2 separate regions of the Mus musculus genome follow, and region 2 is linked to region 1. A link is a contact called in public HiChIP or PLAC-seq data. All regions are on one chromosome and are shown on one strand. The core of a region is the stretch at or near the end of the contact, and the rest is flanking DNA. Distances in the headings are between cores, read along the strand shown. Region 1 has its middle 28 kb from the start of Wnt5a. Region 2 has its middle 67 kb from the start of Gm35217.

Evidence for each region. HiChIP or PLAC-seq counts read pairs in DNA pulled down with a chosen protein or histone mark.
Region 2: an H3K27ac HiChIP or PLAC-seq map of VIP interneurons shows a contact between it and region 1, with 3 times the contacts expected there. The contact joins two enhancer-like sites. A contact is called at or near these places in 2 of 484 Hi-C or Micro-C datasets (liver and nephron progenitors) and 2 of 115 datasets of contacts at active chromatin or transcription factors (VIP interneurons and embryonic fibroblasts).

What each region holds. Positions count from the first base shown.
Region 1 is chr14:28,531,444-28,535,213 of GRCm38.p6, forward strand. No RefSeq gene overlaps it. Among named protein-coding and RNA genes, the nearest start is that of Wnt5a, 28 kb to the left of the region's middle. Within about 2 kb of position 1,643, at least 30 of the 459 cell types and tissues checked have an H3K27ac peak or open chromatin away from gene starts, as enhancers often do. A contact at or near this core is called in VIP interneurons, where this site is marked.
Region 2 is chr14:28,863,505-28,867,274 of GRCm38.p6, forward strand. No RefSeq gene overlaps it. Among named protein-coding and RNA genes, the nearest start is that of Gm35217, 67 kb to the left of the region's middle. Within about 2 kb of position 1,612, at least 25 of the 459 cell types and tissues checked have an H3K27ac peak or open chromatin away from gene starts, as enhancers often do. A contact at or near this core is called in VIP interneurons, where this site is marked.

The sequences.
Region 1 (3,770 bases), core at 393-2,892:
AAGCTCAGAGACAATAGCACAGGCTCCAGGACCACAGCAGCTTCTATTCACTATGTCCAGGATGTCAGGTTCCCAGGAGAACATGGGAAGTCCAGACACTCTCACAACCTGACATTTTACAAGGACTCTGGTCCAGTAGAGGTCACCTGGCTGTTCCCCTCCCCTTCCTCCATTGGAGGGCGCCATGAACAGCAGGCTGGGAATTTTCTTCTGCACATGAACCATCATGTATCATGTCCCTAGACCCAAACCATTTGGTCTGTGCTCTGGCTCATCACAGTCTGTCATTTTGCTGTGTGGCTTTGGGGCAAAGTTTGTGCCTTCTCTGGACCCCCATTCTTCAACATGTGCATAGTGGTTTGGAAAGTGTCAAGAGTATTTGCCTTCTCCTTTAACCAGCTGATCATATTTGGAGGTGGGAAACAGAACATGGGCAAATGAAGCAAATGGAACCTGGACTACATTGTTTGGCCTTTGTCCTTCTGTCCTCTGTCCTTCTGCCCATTTGCCCATGTGCCTTGCCCTCTCTTTGTCTATCCAGGTGCTCTGTCCCTCAAATCATGACATTCTGTGTTTCAAAACCACCCATAGAGTACTGGCCCTTTTCTTGGCCTTCCTGGGCCTTATCTGTGAAAGGGGCAGTTCCTGGCCATTGTGCATAGGTTCCCAGGGATTTCCCAGGAAGTGGTTTGTGCAGGCAACTGGCCTGGACGTGGTGCTCACACAATAAACGACAAGTGGTAAGTCTTCTATCGGCAGCCTGTAAGTAGCAACTGCACATGACCCACCCCTCGGCCATGGAGAGCACATCTGGGGATGTTACCGAGTGGTGGGCAGAGAGCAGGATGAAGCTGGCTTGCAGCCTGCCATCTCCAGACTGTTTGCAGTGCAGAGAACACGGGTCCTGTCTAACAGGCTGGTTTCCTGGAGGGATTCCTGGCAGGCAGGTACGTTTTCCCACTCAGAGCCTTTCCTGAAATCCATAATCCAGGCTGGGGCCCAAGCTCTCCACCTTTATTCTTCCCCTCTGCATTTCCCCAGGGCCTCTACCAACCAAAACTTTAGCTGGGTAAACAAATCACTCAGACTTTCTCTTGTGAGGAAGGATCACGACTTGGTACCATTTAGGGTGGGGCACTGGGAAAGAGAGAACCCTAAGAGGGTGCCCCAGTGACAAGGGGAAATTTATGCTCCCTGCATTTTTTTTTTCCATAAGAAGCTTCAACCACTTGAATTTGGGGCTCGAAACCCAAGAAACCAGTTCTAAACTGTTTGCACCTCTCCCGCTGCTTCTTGCTAAATTTCATTAGGGCTGACAATTTGTAGAACCACTTACAGTGTAATATGATTTGAATGGCTGGCCCTAACTGTTAGAGATGGAGGCTCCCCTGGGCGTGGGAGCCTAGACACTGGAGACATTTCCCAGGCAATGGGGCCTCCCTGAATTGGGGTGCGGCGGGGCTCTATGAAGGCAGAAGGCAACTCGCCAGACAGGGTGTCCACTCTCAGAGCCAGGAGGGGCAGTCTCTAGCCTCCCTTCCCTTGTTGCCCTGCAATCACTTCTGGTCTTGGAGGCTGAGCAATCTTTGAGTTTCGGCATGCAATAAAACATGCTTGACCACAGGCTTGTGTTGAGCCAGGACTGGAGTTCCTCGCCAAGCCCGCTGGCCAGCAGTCCACATGGGTAGGCGGAATTGATAGTGTGGTCCTGCCTCTGGCATTGCTTTCTGTTTTGGCTTTGTAACTAAAACAGAGCTGATGCCGGAGAGATGGGACGGTCCCGTTTTATTTTTATCCCCTATCAGAGTTTCACGCCCATGCGTGTAAGTGCGGAGTAGTTATGGTGTGTCACAGAATCAGTTTGCGTTTGGATTCCTGCCCTGCCTCATCCTGTGACCTCAGGCACGCCATTTTCCATCCCTGAGTATCAATTTCCTGGTTTACTAAAACTAAGCTGGTGTTTCCTACTCTGCACAATTAATTAGGCAAAGTATCTAAAACAGTCGCGTCGCGTCGACAAGAGCCACCAGCAGCTGTGGGGACTAGCTGAGCTGGAATGGTTAAAGCAGTTCATTCTTCAGGGCATCGAGCCTCATATCAGGGGCTTAATATAGCCACGAAAGTAAACGACGGAATAGCTATAGGATTTCCTGTGAGTGTAGGAGTGCAGGTCTAGATGTGCACCTGCACACATGAGATGCTCAGTGAGCATCTAGAAGGCAGCCAGGCCTTCATCATCTCCCACCGGCACAAGAAGCCTACTGACCAGTGCTGATTTCAGACACACCATGAGAGCCATTTGCTCAGAATATAGACTATGACACTGTCTTAGTATTGGTCATTCCCTTGTTGTTCCTCCTTCTCTTCCTTCTTTCCTCCCCACCACTCCCCTATCTTCCTTTTCTTTTCTTTCCTTTTTAAGACAGGCTTTTGTTATGGAGGGCAGTCTGGCTTCAAATTCCACTACACCTAAATCCCTTTGTAACACTGAAACAAGAGAAGAGTCTTCAATGGCCTGGGAGACAGCCATGGGTACTAAGTAAGGCACAGGATGCAGGGCCCAGGACTATACAGATGGACTCTGCAGCAGCAGGACCTGAAGCTCTGGCTGCCTCAGTTACGGATCTGTTAGCAGTTGTTACAGGCTGCAGGCTGTGGGGTGGGGACCACGGTTACAAAATGATGATGGCAAGGTCTGCCTGAACCAAGGTCTAGGCTCCAGGGAGGAGCCCAGAGCAAGGCATTCATGAATTCCCCTTCACCATGGATTCTAAGTTAACACATGACATCAGCAAAATGCAGATTTAGAACCTACCTTTTGGTTATGCAGATTTACTGTGTAGACAGTGATTCCTAGGGAGTCTGTATTTTCTTAATTTCCTGGGGGGAACCCAGCAGCCTACTCCTACTAAAGAATGAGAATAGGTTCAGGTCTTGGGGGGGGGGTCACTTGTGGGTAATCACAAATGCTCTGGTCTCAAGATGATAATATCCCAGTCATTGGCTCTTAATGAATTACACACACACACACACACACACACACACACACACACACACACACACGTTCCTAATGAGAGGACTTGATTGGTTGTTGCCTGTTGTTCAATCAGCAGTCATTGTTTGGGGTGGTGGGCTGGAACATGGAGGCTCCAGCTTGGTTTCTAAGGGCTAAGCTCCTTCACCTAGCCTATCACATATCCATCCCTGTACTGGATTAAGAGCAGGTCCCCGAAGAAATACCTGCTCTTTTATCTTCAATTTATATTTATATTGTTGTCAAGACTACTGAAGACAGTAAAGGCGTGAAGCAATGTCAGTGTGCAGCGGATGGACAGACCAAGGCGGGGGTGGGGGGGGTGGGGGGGGCGGGGGGAGCGGGGGAGGGGAGGGAGGGAGGTACTGACTTACAAAGTATTAGTCAGACTTGAGGCTGTGAGAGGGGATGTAAGTGAGTCTGGAGGAAATTAAGCTAAGTGAAAAAAGCCAGGTGTGGAAAGACAAACACTGGATACAATTCCACTTAGAGAGTCTAAAATTGCCACATTTGTAGCAAAGTTAGTGGAGCATTATCAGGAGTCCCAGGGCTAGTGGAGAGAAGGAGGTGAACCCAGGTGCTCCTGCCTGTAGCGAACAGTATGATGATACCCTTCAAGACTTACAGATAGTTCTGAGGTGGAGTGAGGAAAAGAGGATGTGGGGGTGGGGAACTGACTGAATTTTAATGATTTTCGAATCTATCTCCTTTGGGGATGTCACTCTTGTGGCTTTAT
Region 2 (3,770 bases), core at 362-2,861, 330 kb after region 1:
GGGAGGAGGATGGAGCGGAGCCATGGGCATCCCTACTCTCTAACTCTGCAGACTCCAGGTCTTTTTCAGCCAGGTGTGGTCAATCAAATTAATAGCTCCAGTCATAGCCCAAGAAAACGAGGGACAATTAATGTAGAATGAGCTTGTCGTTCTGCAAATCACAATCTTTTTATTTATTGTGTATATCATGCCTGCCTTGTGTGTAGGCATTTTTATTTGAGGTGCCTGTAATTAATGATACGGTTGGTTAGTGGGAGAACAGCTCACACGTCTCACAAATACAGTAGTTCACAGTGTTGTAGGCTTAAGTGATTCCACATGGCCCCAGATATTTCCTAATAGTACTTTAGTGGGAATATTAGCTGTGAGCATGGTGAATGACATATTTTCAATCAAGAGTCCGAGGTGGAGGCAAGCTATACTGAGCTGCGTGAATAGTGGCGGATACGTAACCAGCATGACAAGCAGCTTCTATTACTTTGGATTCCTCTTTTTGACCTGCACCAGTCTCCCATATTTGTGAGTATTTGAGCTGTTCATGAGCTTGTGGAGAGCACCTTTGTGGTTGGCTGAGTGACTGAGAACACATGAACATCGTTTCAGTGTTAGACGTTGACATTCATGGTTTCTTCCTTGTTTGAAACACAGTGGAGAAGGGGAGACGTCTAATCGGGGCCCCTGGTTGTAAAAGATCAGCTTTCCTGGAATATCATGGTCGGCTCTGTTCACATGTTTACTGTGACACCTCTGTTTACACAACTGCCCCTTCCTTCGGTACTTGCTCACCCTTTTGGCACTCTTGTTCAATGTCTGGGTGCCAGGCTAAATATCACAGGTAAGATCAGTTTCTCCCAGTCTCAATGACAGTGATGTGCCATGTGACTTCTGTCCTCAGTATGTAGCTACACTTGCACTCAGATATCCATTTATATAGATCTTATGTCATAGACACAATGGGATGACAGACAGAATTTGCCTGGCTCTCTCTTCTGGGCCTGCTCATCAGTGCCTCTTGTAACTAAGAGTAGACATATTAAGCGGAATGAAGGCAGGCCTAAAGGAAGGGCTTCAGAACTCTGTAAATAACACAGGATCAGGGAGGTTGAGCCCACTCTTTGAGAAAAACACCAATCTAAAACGAACTAATAATCACGAGGCTTGAAAGGTGACTCATTTAGAAAAGTTGATTTCTGGTGAGATGTGCTTTCAGAAGTCTGAGTTGAAGGACACAAACAGCTTGGGATATTTGCTAAATCTCCCAAAGTTAAGTATAACTGTTTATCATCTGAACAAATGTTAATGTGCTAAATAGAAAAACAGATACAGTGTGTGTGTCTCTCAGAAACCTCAGAGGTAAGTCATAAAGTAAGTGATGTTTTCACATCCATCCAGGCAGCTCTTTCTCACAGGGATAATTTCTGAACTTTTTGCATTTCATCCTGAGCATTCCTCCGAAAGGGAGTATAATGATAACAGAAAAGAGAGACTAATCCAATACACAAACAAATGGCTCTGACTCTGAGTTCTTGGCCTCCACTAAGCACATGCTGTGTGGCTGTCTTTGTTTGAAGGAAGCTGGTGCTTATTGCTGGAAGGCAGGGGAGCTGTGCTCTTCATTGGGATTCTGGGGATGGCTGCCTGGTTCTATTGAAACTTTGTGTTCCAGTGTGAGATCTCCCAGGGAACAGATGTTATGTATCACCCCAGATTTTTATCCTGTTCCCTAGTAAAGGAGGTGGTGGGACGGGCTAGCCATCCACTTCTGCATCATGTGTTTTCTTTTCCTCCGTAGTCATAAGAACAAATGAATCGGTCCCTGGCAAACATCAGAAATAGACTGGGGAGAAGATGAAGAAAGGGAGATGCTTTTATTGCAGCTTGTTCTTGTTGAGCTATGAGTCTGTCTCACATCTCCTGCCTTCTGAGACCAGCAAGGGATGCTTTTCAGGGAAAGCTGCTTCTCAAACACTTGGTGGCAAAAGGCCTTTCAGAGCTCCTGTGAGCCTGGAGGAAACACTGGGAATGGCTGTCCCTTTCACACTGCGCTCTCCTCATCCGTCAAAAGGTCCAGGCACAGCATGCTTCGTGTGCATGCTTGGCTGTACCAAAGGAAGACACCTTTCCAGTGGAAAACTATAGCCACTATGAACTATCCACCCAGTCCTGGATTGATCTCCTATGACTAGAGGGTTGTATAATTTCCTGGATATCCACAGAGAAGCATAAAAAGCCAGACACAGAGAAGACTTCTGATTGATGTATGAAGACACTGAGGGCTCAGTTGAGCAGTCCTTTTCATGCTGAAGAGTCCCAGGCTCCCCACAGCTCCTTTCTATCTTCAGGTAGTCTCCTTCCACACCACTGTTTTCAGCAAAGGCATATGCCACTAGATATATGTCCTTTAGTTCATGTTCCTTCGAGGTCAGTGTGCTAGCTCTTCAGCAATGGAAATGGTAGGTCCAAAATGGGAAGTGGAATGGCAAAATGCATACTGGATTTTAAGTGGTAATAAGTAAGGAATGCTACACTATATCACATTACAAATTTTCATATTGATTACATCCTAATACCACAATATCGTAAACATTTGAGATTCATTAAAAGATACTGCTTAAGATAAATTTCATTATTGGTTTCTTCATTATATAAAGTTTTATCTGTGAGATGAAGATGTAGCTCAGTTGGTGGAGTGTTTGTCTAGCCTCAGTGAGTATCTGGGTTCTATTCCCAATACTATATAACTAGGCATGATTGTGCACAATTATAATCCTAGTATTCTGAAGATGGAGGCAGGAGATATCAGACATTCAAGGCCATCCTTGAAAACATAGTGAATTCAAGACCAGCCTAGGATACCCTGTCCAAAAAATAGATGATAGATAGATAGATAGATAGATAGATAGATAGATAGATAGATAGATGTGAGAGAGAGAGACAGACAGACAGAGAGAGAGAGCGCGCGCATTTGCAGCTTCTAGTCTACTTCTATTTAACACGACTGGCCAATTTATAAGGGAAGTTCAAAGGAATCAGGGAGAATATCTTATTTATTACCCTTCTTCATATGTCTGTATATAGTTATGTGCATATGTGTGCATGTGCCCTAAGAAGCCAGAGGGTGTTGGTCTTCTGAAGCTGGAGTTGTAAGAGGTAGGGAACTGCATTATATACATACTAGAACCAAAGTTAGTCCTCTGTAAGAGCAGTCAGAGCTCCTCACCACCGAGCCATATCTTTATTTGTCTTAGCTAAGACTTTTGTTGCTGTGAAAAACAACAACAACAAAAACACCATGACCAAAAGCAACCTGGGAAGGGAAGGGTTTATTTTGCTTACACTTTAACAATACTGAAAGAATTCAAGACAGGGACTCAAACAGGACAGGAATCTGGAGGCCTGAGCTGATGCAGAGGCCATGGAAGGGTGCTGCTTATAGGCTTTATCCTCCTGGCTTGCTCAGTCTGCTTTCCTATAGCATCCAGGACTATCAGTCTAGAGGTGTCCCCACCCACAATGGTCTGGGCCCTTCCACTTCAATCACTTATTAAGAATATGTCCTACCAGCTGGCCTATAAACCTGATCTTATGGAGGCAATTTTTTAGTTGTGTTTTCTTCCCCCCCAGATGACTTTAGCTTCTGTCAAATTGACATAAAACTAGCCGGGATGCCCATCCCATTTATAGAAATTTTTGAACATCATTCCCTACACACTTGGCATACTGCAGTTCCAAGCTCAGAGTCTAATAGACCCCGTATGCCTTCCATCCTT